Regions from separate parts of the Mus musculus genome. Here all the other regions are linked to region 1. A link is a contact called in public Hi-C and promoter capture Hi-C data. All regions are on one chromosome and are shown on one strand. The core of a region is the stretch at or near the end of the contact, and the rest is flanking DNA. Distances in the headings are between cores, read along the strand shown. Region 1 overlaps Adhfe1 (alcohol dehydrogenase, iron containing, 1). Region 2 holds the start of Snhg6 (small nucleolar RNA host gene 6). Region 3 overlaps Ppp1r42 (protein phosphatase 1, regulatory subunit 42).

Region 1 (4,069 bases), core at 119-2,618:
CACAAACAATAATAGAGATCTCAGTCTGAAACGGTCATGGAGTTCTGTTCTTAGGCAGGATAGTGTGCAAATGCCCAGGAGAAGGGACCAATTTCCCAGTCTGTACTTAGCACTCGGCCTCTCGATCATCTATCTAAGTGGCACACCTGTGATGCCCACAAGGCTAGCATTCTGCAAATAAAGATAGCGTTGGATGAGGTATAAACAAAAGGCCTATGAGGGAGAGGAGGCCTATCTTAGTCAGGGTTTCTATTCCTGCACAAACATCATGACCAAGAAGCAAATTGGGGAGGAAAGGGTTTATTTGGCTTACACTTCCATACTGCTGTTCATCACCAAAGGAAGTCAGGACTGGAACTCAAGCAAGTCAGAAAGCAGGAGCTGATGCAGAAGCCATGGAGGGTTGTTTCTTACTGGCTTATTTCCCCTGGCTTGCTCAGCCTGCTCTCTTATAGAACCAGGACTACCAGCCCAGGGATGGCACCACCCACAATGGGCCCTCCCCCCTGGATCACTAATTGAGAAAATGCCTTACAGCTGGATCTCATGGAGGTATTTCCCCAACTGAAGCTCCTTTCTCTGTGATAACTACAGCTTGTGTCAAGTTGACACAAAACCAGTACAAGGCCCCTCCTTGCTACAGTCAGATTTATGCCTCTTCCTTCTGTGAAGGTCAGAACCACGTCAATTCCAGGAAAATGTAAACAGAACCAGATACAGGCCAGATGGAGAGCAACAGGGTGAAAGGTACACCAGACCTGGCAGATCCATCTGCAATGCCCAACAGCAGCTAAGAGTGGATTAGGTGAGAGGCGGGGCAGGATATGGGGTTACAGTTTTATGATCCTGGGATGGCTGCCACTGAACACACGGTATAGACATCTAGATTTTCCTATGAAGCATTTTTTAGAAACAATAACAAAAAAGAGGTGACATGAAAGAAAATAAACTGGTGTAGCTAAGAAAAAGCTGAGGTTTCATAGAGAATTAACATATTTGACTGGCAATATGGGATACGATTGGAGTTTCTAAGCAGTAGGAAGAACTGCTGGGTTCTTCTCCCAGTTTAACAGGGGATCTGCCTTCTCATAATGTCTGTGTTGCCTGAAACATGGCCTATAAATTCACTATGATTTTTCCCATTTACAGTAGATCTAGTCTACTATTTAGGGCCCCTTCCCCCAATTTTTACCATTCATATATCTACAGAGGCCAGAGCTATGTCTCAGCATGGCCGAAATTCCCTTCCCTAAAGGGAGAAGGGATACAGGCCCCTGGAATCACTGCCAATGTGTGCACACAGTACATACTGTGAACTGAAGCCTGGGCTTGGGTCCAAGTCCCGGGCTTCTGACATTAACATTCCCCACACAGCACCTGGAGCCCTGGGGCACACAAAGGGCTGGTGTGTGAGTGAGGGCCAGGGCAGCAGCCCTGTGGGAGGATGTCTGCGGTCATTCCTGTCTCCTTGGGAGTAATCTTTCTAACGGCTCAAGCTACAAGAGCATAATGAAGAGTTTTTGTTACCGCCTTTTTCTTCCCACCCTAAACCCAAGTAGGGGGATAAGATGTTCTACAAGTAAACTGGGATCTCCAAGTCAGCTAAAAAAATAAAAGACTTCTTGTTTCAGAAAAACACTCAGTTTTTTTTTTTAACCTCCTCCTATGACTATCCAGAACATAATTTTATTTCCATAAGAGTCAGAAGGCACAGTGGGCATGTATCTGATTAGATCACTTATGTGACACTATGTCAAGCAGGCTGCTCACTTGCAATTGCTGTAGTTTATTGCTCGGCTTCTCTGTGATCGAAAGGTCACTGTTGCTTTATTGATTTATTTGATCAGTGACTCTGCATAGCAGAAGTCAGAGAGGACATTAGTTATGTGCCAAGCAGCACTTTCTCAAGAGGCGACATCAGAGCAGACAGCAATAGGACATACTTAATAGGGTCAATTTTAGGTTCTATTTCCTTATGGGTCCTTAGAAGGCTAAAATGATGGCATGTAAGTGCTGTCCAGGGCTTCAGGAAGTCACTGTCATTTTATCACTGAGCTACTTCAAAGTGAAAGCTTTTGTTCTTATCCCTGGGCAACAGCCCACCTTGGAGGGTCACAGAGCCGTGGGTAAAGGTTCATACCTAATATTCCTGCCGTCTCCAGGTGCCGCTCTGGAAACATCTGGGCTGTGAAGGTGAACACTGCAGGAGAGGTGAGCACCACAGAAAGGCCATGGGGCTGGGGAGAGAGATGCACAGAACAGCTCTTCCAACACTCTGACATGACTAGAACTATGAGCAGTCAAGGGCTCTCGGTGTGGGCTGGGGTGCAGCCTGGTGGCAGAGTTCTTGCCAGGGTTCCATCCCCACACCCACTGATGAATATACTTATAGAAATTGGGATAATAATAAGAGCTAGTTGAGTAATTTATTGTTAAATATTTTTACCACAAGAGGGTGATCCACATTATATTCCTTGGCTTTATATGTCTTCACTAAACCTGAAATTGGGTAAGACATGCCATGGCTGGAAAAGAAAAAAAAAAATCTTTTGTTGACACACATATGCTAGACTTCAGTAACACGGACATTGTTGCAGGGCTGCTCCTCACATGTCTGGACTGTATTGTCACTCACAGGGCTCTACATGGTGTACTTCTTGTGACAACACTCCAAATTTATTGGATTCACTAACAGAACCTCTGAAATGATCAGACTCCAGTGGTTAAAGAGTTTTATGCCTGGGATAATATGCAAGCTGGACCTACTAGTGATCCATTCTGCTAATAATTGACAGATTGTTTCAAATGCTGTATATTAACAGTGCTGAATTATAAAGGACTAGTCTGCCCTAAGAAGCTAAGTTAACCAGTCCTATTTAATTGACTTTTATTTGCCTGCTTCTTTTTTTAATTTTTATTTTATTTTTATTTTTTATTAGATATTTTCTTTATTTACATTTCAAATGCTATCCTGAAAGTTCCTTATACCCTCCCCCCTGCCCTGCTCTCCTACCCACCCACTCCCACTTCTTGGCCCTGGCATTCCCCCGTACTGAGGCATATAAAGTTTGCAAGACCAAGGGTCCTCTCTTCCCAATGATGGCCGACTAGGCCATCTTCTGCTACATATGCAGCTAGAGTCACGAGCTCTAGGGATACTGGTTAGTTCATAATGTTGTTCTACCTATAGGGTTGCAGACCCCTTCAGCTCCTTGGGTACTTTCTCTAGCTCCTCCATTGGGGGCCCCGTGATCCATCCAATAGATGACTGTGAGCATCCACTTCTGTATTTGCCAGGCACTGGCATAGCCTCACAAGAGACAGCTATATCAGGGTCCTGTTAGCAAAATCTTGCTGGCATATGCAACAGTGTCTGGGTTTGGTGGCTGATTATGGGATGGCTCCCCGGGTGGGACAGTCTCTGGATGGTCCATCCTTTCGTCTTATATTTACCTTTGCAAATCTGTGTGTAGGCACAGAGCAGAAGAGGATATGGGTATCCTGCTCTATTATTCTTTACTTGCTTTATTTGCCAAGGCAGGTTTTGAATCTAGAGCTAGGCTGGCAGCATCTCATAATGCTGGGGCTATAGACAACCACAGCCACCCATGCTCAGCTTCAGACTGTTATGTGAGTGCTCGGATGCAAACTCAGACCCTCACGCTTACACAGAAGCACTCTGTGTTCAGACATCTTGCATGAGATAAACTGGAAGCTCTTACTTCCCTGCGTTATTGAGTACTTTAGAATATACTTTATCTCCCATGGAATCAGAAAACTATTGACTAGTGTGCTTTTAAGCAGTGCTAGGATTCATGAGCTTTCAAAGGCAAGTCTATAGTAATACTTAAATTCCTAATTTTTTTAATTTTTAAAACTGTATTCATGTATGAGTGGTCTGTCTGTATACATGTATACAGATCCCATTATAGGTGGCTGTGAGCTACCATGTGGTTGCTGGGAATTGAACTCAGGAACTTTGGAAGAGCACTTTTCCAGGCCCCCAAATTTCAATTGTTTTTAATAGTTGTCTATGTTCTTTGTACAAAATAAAAACTATTCATAGTCT
Region 2 (4,152 bases), core at 1,560-4,059, 380 kb before region 1:
AGTGAGCAGAGTTGACTGGAGCAAGCAGAGATCCTAAAAAATTCAATTCCCAACAACCACATGAAGGCTTACAACTGTACAGCGACAGTGTACTTATATACATAAAATAAATAAATAAATCTTAAAAAGAATTTGATTTTACTTTTTCATGTATATATTTCAGGCAAGATCATAAACATTTCTTTTTCTAGCATCTAGCCTAATGTTTTGTAGCCAGGACTCAAGAATAGAGACTGAGATAAATAACATGGATAAAATATGAAAGTCCAGGCCATTGAGATGCCTTGACCAATAAGGGTGTTTGCTGTACAAGCCTGCCAACCTGAGCTCCAGCTTAAGAACACATATAAGGTGGAAAGACCGAACAAGTCCATGGAGCTCTTCTCTGGCCGCCATGTGAGCACACACATAATGTGCCCCTGTAAACATGACTTTTATTTACCTGAAATCATTGTTATCTCTGAGGCTTTCTGCCTTTGGCTTCTAATCTAGGCCTAGTCCTGTAGCTTCTAGCCTTCGTGCAATCTAATCTAGGCTTTTAATGTTGTCAGTCTCTGAAACTTACTGCTGAATAAGTTCACCCCTTCCTATTCTTTCTGAACTTTGGCTGGCAGGCCTGCCCAGGTGCTCTGGCTCGGACTCCTCTCCAAGCTGACTGATTCAATCTGGCTTCTCAATTTCTGACTTTTTACTCCACTTGGCCTCAAACTAACTCTGGAAATCTGTTCTCATCTTCTGGCTCTTTCTCCTTCTCTGGCTTATTCTTTCTTCACCTGTTCTCTCTCTGTAACTTGTTCTCTCTTTGTAATCTGTCTCTGTATAACTGTCCTAGTAAAATGGCCTTTTCTCTGCCTGCCCCTCAAGTAGCTTTCCTTGTATCCTATTCTATTAAATCTTTCTCTGATTTATCACTTTGCCTGCCATTCAATTAGACATCACTTTTAAACATGATACTTCCTTCTACAAACTAATTTTATCTTCCTTGTTGGGATTCAAGGTGTGTACTAAGGGCGTGTCTGTATTAAGGCCAGAAGAAATAAAGGTATATGCTAAGAGCAGAGCCACACCACAATTAAAAACTTGTTCTTTTTTAAACTAAATAACATAATCTTAGAGTTCACTGTGTGAGCAAATATCCTACAATACACTACCAATTAAAAAAAATCAAAACTAGAAAATCAATGCAGTCATAACATTCACAAACAAGGTAACTTTGCTGGGTAGTTTGATGTCAGTTTGACACATGCTATAGAGGAGGGTCCCTCAATTGAGAAACTGCTAACATAAGACTAGGCTGTATGCAAACCTATAGGGCATTTTCTTAATTAGTGGTTAATGAGGAAGGCACAGGATGAGCCAAAGAATGAGAAGGAGCCAGAAGATGAGAACAGATCGCCAGAGTTAGTTTGAGGCCAAGGAGAGTAAAAAGTCAGAGGCTGAGAGAGAAGCCAGCTCTTTGTAGGTGAGGATACCCCTGGGCCAGGGATCCTGAGACGCAAGCTGAGAAGGCATGAGATAAGCCAGTAAGCTTCACCCCTCCATGACCTCTGCATTGGTTTCTGTACTGCTTGAGTTCCTATTTTGACTTCCTTCAGTGATGAATAGTGGCTTAGAATGCTAAATCAAATGAGCCCTTTCCCTCCCCAATTTGCTTTTGGTTGTGGTGTTTCATCATGACCATTAAGTTCAACAATAGTAACTCTAACACATTAGGTGACTACTTTCTTTTTTTTTTAAAGATATATTTATTTATTTTTATGTATGTGAGTACACTTTAGCTTTCTTCAGACACACCAGAAGAGGTCATTGGATCTCATTACAGATGGTTGGGAGCCACCATGTGGTTACAGGGATTTGAACTCAGGACCTCTGGAAAAGCAGTCAGTGCTCTTAACTAGCTGAGCTGTCTCTCCAGCCCGGTGACTACTTCATGACTAAGAAAAATTCTATTACTATTACAAATCAAACTCATTAACAGCTTCTCCTTTTTTTCTTTCTTTCTTTCTTTTTTTTTTTTTCTTTCTTCTTTAGGTTTTTTCGAGACAGGGTTTCTCTGTGTAGCCCTGGCTGACCTGGAACTCACTCTGTAGACCAGGCTGGCCTCGAACTCAGAAATCCGCCTGCCTGGGATTTAAGGGAATAAGTGCTGGGATTAAAGGTGTGCGCCACCACGCCCTGCACGCTCCTTTTTTTCTGACAATCAATTTTTATCTCTCTTTCTGTGAGTGTGTCCGTGTGCTTGCTGCTTCCAGAACACTAACTCTAATGGAGCTGCTGTGGGCTGGGGATGTCTTAGCAGTTAAGAACACTGACTGTTCATCCAGAGGACCCAGGGTTAGATTCCCAGCACTCATATTGTAAGTTGGGTCACATATAACCCCAGTTCCAGGGCATCTGACACTCTCTACTGAACTCTGTCAGTACCAGGTTCTCGGGCGAGGCACACATGGCTAGCGTGCAGGCCAAACACCCATACATATAAAATACATCTTAGAAAAAAAAAATTAAATAGTTTCTAATACCAACGGTTTTTAAACACTGAAGTAGGTGAGGATGTAGAAGACCCAGCAAACATAAGGACCTGGACTGGGAGACTGTCCTATTTTAAGGCATTATTCATTACTTGAAAAATCAATTAAAAAGCTCTAGCGGAAGTATTCGCACTAATTCCCACAACCTGCTCCCTCCGCCCCACTAGAAACACAGAGCCGGAAGAGGAGGGGGTGAAGGCGAGCACGCAGAAGAGGGCTGGCCGGAAGAGGCGGGGCCTACAGGAGCGCCTTAGGGTCGCGCACGCTGGGCCACTTCCTTTCTCGGCAGCGCCGTAGAGCGCGAGCAGACGGTGCAGCATGGCGCACAGCGGAGGCCGCGGGCGGCCGAACCCGGCGTGTCCTTGGGCGTTTCCAGGTGCGAATCCTGCGGTCTGCTTAACCCCGTGTGTGCGGAGAGGGCTTCCTTGTTGGCGGCGTCCGTCTCTAGCCGGGTACGGGGGCCCCATGGCTCCCGGGTTCGGTGTGGCCCTTGGCCCGCTGTGAGCGGCGGGGCGCGTTCCCAATGGTCTCCAAATCTTAACCGAGATTAGTTATAAGGCCTGCTCCTCTGGACGCTTCGAAGTGCGGGCACAAGCGGCCGCTTCTGGCGGCAGCTTTCATCTGGGCCTGCACCCTGGCGGGAGCCCCTTTGTATCCCCAAGAAAAGCCACCATGCGGTCTGTTTCAGGCTTCCTAAGTGAGTAATCCATAGGAAATTTTACAGAGGCGGAAAAGTACTGCTTCTAAGATGTTAAGACCGCCAATTTTAGGCTTTTTTTTTTTTTTGGCTTTTTTTTTTTTTAAAGATTAATAGTTTGATCTGAAGTATTGGCATCACTCTAAAAAGCTTGTATTCATGGATCAACCCTGTAAGTACGATCTAAAGTTGGAGCAAAATTTTCAAACTATTTGAAAGCCACGCAGGGTGGGGATGCTGGCAAAAGAAGGTGGTGGTAAGTTCTGAAGCGTGTGGATACAAAAGAACACTACATTTCAGGCCTGCATGTTATACTTTACTGTTGGTATCTGTAAGCCAAATTGGGTACTCTGGATTTCTGTAAACTCAGCGTTTCAAATATGAAAATGATTAAGGATTTCTCATCGGTTTGCAGGTGATAAGTCATCACCAGTAATCGGTTCAATCATTCATTCTCTGATTTGTGACTCTGGCCATGCCGTTTCCTGTTCTAATGTCCCAGTGATGGTCTGCACAATTGCATATATGCCTCAAGCTTTTCCGTGCAAGCACCAAGACTGAGAAGCCAAGGCTTGGTACTCAGTCCTTTAAGTTAGTACTGGCAGTGAAGGGCGTGAGTAAAATGTTTTTCTGTCTGTGATGGACGGATGATGGGACAGGAACTGAAGCACCACAGGAACCTGGAGTTAGCGGATGCCGAAGCCATGGAGGATGCTATTAGCTTACGCTTTGGTTCTTAGAGAACACAGGGCCTCCAGCCCAGGGGAGGTGGCTGCCCCCTTACCCCAGTCACTGATTATGAAAATGCCTTACAGGCGTGCTTGTCCACAGCCCTATCTTAAGGATGCATTTTTACAATTGTAGCTTCCTACACCAGTGATTAGCTTGTGTCAAGGTGACATAAAAGTAGCCAGTGCACACTCA
Region 3 (3,728 bases), core at 378-2,877, 420 kb before region 1:
GTTACCTGCTGACAAGGTGACTGACTTAGTTACCTGCTGAGCCATCCCACAGGCTCCCCCTGGTGATTGCTAATGCACATGAAACTTTGAGAAGCATGACTCAGCAGGTCTGGTGTGGTGGATAAAGGGAAGGATAGCAGCCAGAGAAGGAACACTGCACGTTAGGATGTAAGAGAGGACCCCATAAGAGATGGCCAGGATCCAAAAAGCTGAGTAGAAGGGAAAGGAGATGTGAGATCACAGGCAGAATACTGAGAAACTATTAGCCAAAGAAGGCCTACTGACCTCCTTCTCCAGGAGGAGAGAAGGTTTAAGCCAGATGATGATGATGACAGTAACTTCGTTGACTCAGGAGCTCTACATTAAATGACATTTCACAACTGTTTTGTTTTTGTATTTCTTTCCTGTAACCTCTTTAAACAGGCATGTGTCAATATATAAAAACACCAAATAGTTTATGATTTAAGTTTAACTTAAATTTATAAAAGTTGTTTGTGGCCGGGTGTGGTGGCGCACGCCTTTAATCCCAGCACTTGGGAGGCAGAGGCAGGCGGAATTTTGAGTTCGAGGCCAGCCTGGTCTACAAAGTGAGTTCCAGGACAGCCAGGGCTATACAGAGAAACCCTGTCTCAAAAAACCTAAACAAACAAACAAACAAACAAATAAATAAAAAGTTGTTTGTGGGTGCCGCTTGAGTCCTGAGCTTTACTAGACGAACATTATTCAAGTTGCTAAAGCTATACAAAGTCAAATGCATGTGCAAAAAAAAAAAAAAAAAAAAAAAAAAAAAGAAAGAAAGAAAGAAAAGAAAAAAAAGAAAAGAAACCTTGAAAGAATAACAACAAAAAAATCCTTAGTCTCTGCCTACAGTTTTTATGTCTGCAAAGTTTTCCAAATCAATAAAATGACCTGAGTTCATCTCACAGTCAGATTCATTAGTGATTTACTTCATTGGTTTTCTGGTGACCATTTATCATGAGGTATAGAATTCTCAGGATGAATGGGAAAAGTAAAAAACGTGACATGTTTGCCTCTTATATAAACTAAATATTTGATTTATAATACACAAATGAACAAACCACGATAGCCTGTCATGTTTTCTTAGTTTCTAATTTATTCAACCTCTGCTCAATATTGATCCTGGCAAGCTTCATGGCCCAAAGATAAATTTATTCACTCCACACTTTAGTCAGGAACAAGCCAAAAATTATAGATTTCTCCCAGGCAGATGATGACAGGCAGTCAGAGGGATGACAAATGGCTGTCTTTAGATTTAGTAAGGACAGTTGGGCCAGACATTTCCGATAAAGATTGGAGTATGCTGGTCAGGTTCATCACAGTCATTAAAGCTGAGACCGCCTGCCACAAACACCCAGGCAGGAGCAGGGCACCAGCCTGCAGGGAAAGACAATTGGCCACTCAGAATTTTGCAGTGCGCCTCTAAGCGATAGCATGACATGATCATTTATCAAACAGAGACTGTCCAGAAAAGTGTCTGGTGCCTTGAGTAATTTATCGAGGGGCAGGAGAGTGAAAGGATTTTATTAAGGACAGGAAGGCAATGAACAACCAGAGCGTATCCAAAGGGTAATCATATTTCAGAACAGGATTAGTTTAGCCTTAAGTAAACATACACTGGAGGGAGTGTGTCCAGGGTCATTTATCAAGTGAGGAATAATTAACAAAACTCCAAGCACTTTTTATCTGTATCAGTGTAAAGTTCTCTTGTTATGGGCATCATATTCAACAGTATGAAACATACAACACACAGTCCCTTAGAGTAAGAGGAATACAGAACTCTTGCACAGCTATGGCTGTGTTAAACCTGGAACAAAGGATTCAAAAAGGAGCAAAATCTAAGGTCTGAGACTGAGGGCTGAAGTTCTAGTTTTGAGACAGCTTTCTTACATGAAGGTAACTACTTGTTGTGCAACGGGTCAGAAGCTTCATCTTTAATTTTTGCTCTGTTAATCAAAATTAAGAGAAGGGGATTCAACTGAAGAACTGCAGGGCAAGCAAAGGCCTACGGACTTACCTGTTTTGTTCCCTGAACTTTGTATGCCATGATGATTAATTCTAAGCAATGACTTGTAAATAAAGACAGGAAACCAGGCACTGGAGGCTCACACATTTAATTCCAGCACTCAGGAGGCAGAGGCAAGTGGATCTCTGAGTTCAAGTTCAGACTTATCTACAAAGGGAGAGTTCCAGAACAACACAGAGAAGCCCTGTGCTGAAAAACCAAATAATAATAATAATAATGATGATAATAATAATAATAATAATAACAGTAATAGAGACTGGTGCACAGTAAGCAAAAGCCCCAGGAGCCAGAGGGCTGCTTCTGAGAAGACAATTCCTGTTTTCCCAAGTTATTTGTTTTGAGCCCTCTGAGTCAAGCATAGACTAAACTCTAGAGCTACATATATACCTTCAGAAAGTCACTATTTTGAAAAGATATCTGCATTATTTTTTTTCCAGTTTTTTGAAACAGGGTTTCTTTGTGCATCTCTGCTGTCCTGGAACTTGCTTGTAGACCAAATTGGCCTTGAACCCAGAGATCTATCTGCTTGTTTTTACCTTCCAAGTGCTGGGATTAAGGTGTGTGCCACCAACACCCGGCACACACCTATGTGTTTGTTGTGCTATTTTTTTTTTTAAGTAATCAAGATGTAGTCACAACTAAAGTGCACTGCATTACTTTTGTTTGTTTGTTTGATGTTGTTTTTGTTTTTGTATTTCAAAACAGGGTTTCTCTGTGTAGCCCTGGCTGTCCTAAAACTCACTCCGTAGACCAGGCTGGCCTTAAAATCACAGAGATCCACCTGCCTCTGCCTCCTGAGTGCGGGGATATTGATTGCTTATGCATTTTATGTAGGTGAGTACAATAAAGACATTCACTGCTGCCACCCAGCCCTGTATTTCTTCTTAAAACTAACTCTTTGGGCATATATAAAACACTCCAAGCATATATGCTTTTGTCAAATAGTAATTAAAGGAACATTTATCTTTTTAAAATTTATTTATTTATTTATTTATTTATTATATGTAAGTACACTGTAGCTGTCTGTCTTCAGACACACCAGAAGAGGGCATCAGATCTCATTACGGATGGTTGTGAGCCACCATGTGGTTGCTGGATTTGAACTCAGTACCTTTGGAAGAACAGTGGGGTGCTCTCACCTGCTGAGCCACCTCACCAGCCCTGGAATATTTATTTTTAAAGAGCGGTGGAGAGAAAGCAAGAAAAAGAATGGCAGGAAGACAAAGGACTGGGGTGGGGGAGGGAGGAGGGTGCGGTAGGGGTGGGTGTTGACACTGACTGAGGAAAGAGATGCAATAGGGAGAGAGGAGGTAAGGCAAGAAGCCTGGAAGGCTGCTTCCAAATGCCTCTCATTGGCCTTCCTCACCACTGTGGGACCTGTGAACTGTGAATCACTCTTTAAATATCATGTCATTTCTGGTAAGCTATAAAAGCATGCAAATAGTTATCAAGAAATATAAAACAAAGCTGACTGTGATGATATACACTTCTGATTCCAGGACTCTGTAGGCAGAGGCAGGTAGATCTCTGTGAGTTTGAGGCCAGCCTGGTCTACACAGTAAATGCCAGACCAGTCAGGTCTACACAATGAGACCTTGTCAAAACTAAAACCAAACCAAAAAATAAATACAAACAAAATAAACAAACAGAAAAACAGCAACAACAACAAAAGAAGTAAAAGGAA

What was found. A called contact is a pair of places that touch in the nucleus more often than the background predicts. Capture Hi-C pulls out chosen DNA fragments and counts their contacts.
Region 2: a contact with region 1 is called in a Hi-C map of the AML12 cell line, with 8 times the contacts expected there. The contact joins the promoter of Snhg6 here to the enhancer-like site in region 1. A contact is called at or near these places in 8 of 39 promoter capture datasets (the C10 cell line, the HPC-7 cell line, cranial neural crest and 4 more), 15 of 484 Hi-C or Micro-C datasets (the AML12 cell line, the G1E-ER4 cell line, the N1E-115 cell line and 9 more), 5 of 115 datasets of contacts at active chromatin or transcription factors (astrocytes, embryonic stem cells, large pre-B cells and 2 more) and 2 of 9 other capture datasets (adipose tissue and liver).
Region 3: a contact with region 1 is called in a promoter capture Hi-C map of liver. The contact joins two enhancer-like sites. A contact is called at or near these places in 5 of 39 promoter capture datasets (the 3T3-L1 cell line, cranial neural crest, frontonasal cranial neural crest and 2 more), 3 of 484 Hi-C or Micro-C datasets (the HL-1 cell line, the N1E-115 cell line and embryonic stem cells) and 2 of 9 other capture datasets (embryonic stem cells and liver).

Annotation. Positions count from the first base shown.
Region 1 is chr1:9,561,965-9,566,033 of GRCm38.p6, reverse strand. Adhfe1 (alcohol dehydrogenase, iron containing, 1) reads right to left here. Exons shown (of 14, transcript NM_175236.5): 11 at 2,447-2,525; 12 at 2,141-2,237. It overlaps 2610203C22Rik (RIKEN cDNA 2610203C22 gene), which reads left to right. Exons shown (of 5, transcript NR_015470.1): 4 at 2,163-2,211. Among named protein-coding and RNA genes, the nearest start is that of Adhfe1, 16 kb to the right of the region's middle. Within about 2 kb of position 1,368, at least 107 of the 459 cell types and tissues checked have an H3K27ac peak or open chromatin away from gene starts, as enhancers often do. A contact at or near this core is called in the AML12 cell line, the N1E-115 cell line, Sertoli cells and 5 more, where this site is marked.
Region 2 is chr1:9,942,775-9,946,926 of GRCm38.p6, reverse strand. It overlaps Snhg6 (small nucleolar RNA host gene 6), which reads left to right and starts at 2,809. Exons shown (of 4, transcript NR_024067.2): 1 at 2,809-2,907. It also overlaps a transcript of Mcmdc2 not described here.
Region 3 is chr1:9,986,525-9,990,252 of GRCm38.p6, reverse strand. All of the region lies in intron 5 of Ppp1r42 (protein phosphatase 1, regulatory subunit 42), which reads left to right. Among named protein-coding and RNA genes, the nearest start is that of Tcf24, 21 kb to the right of the region's middle. Within about 2 kb of position 1,627, at least 14 of the 459 cell types and tissues checked have an H3K27ac peak or open chromatin away from gene starts, as enhancers often do. A contact at or near this core is called in liver, where this site is marked.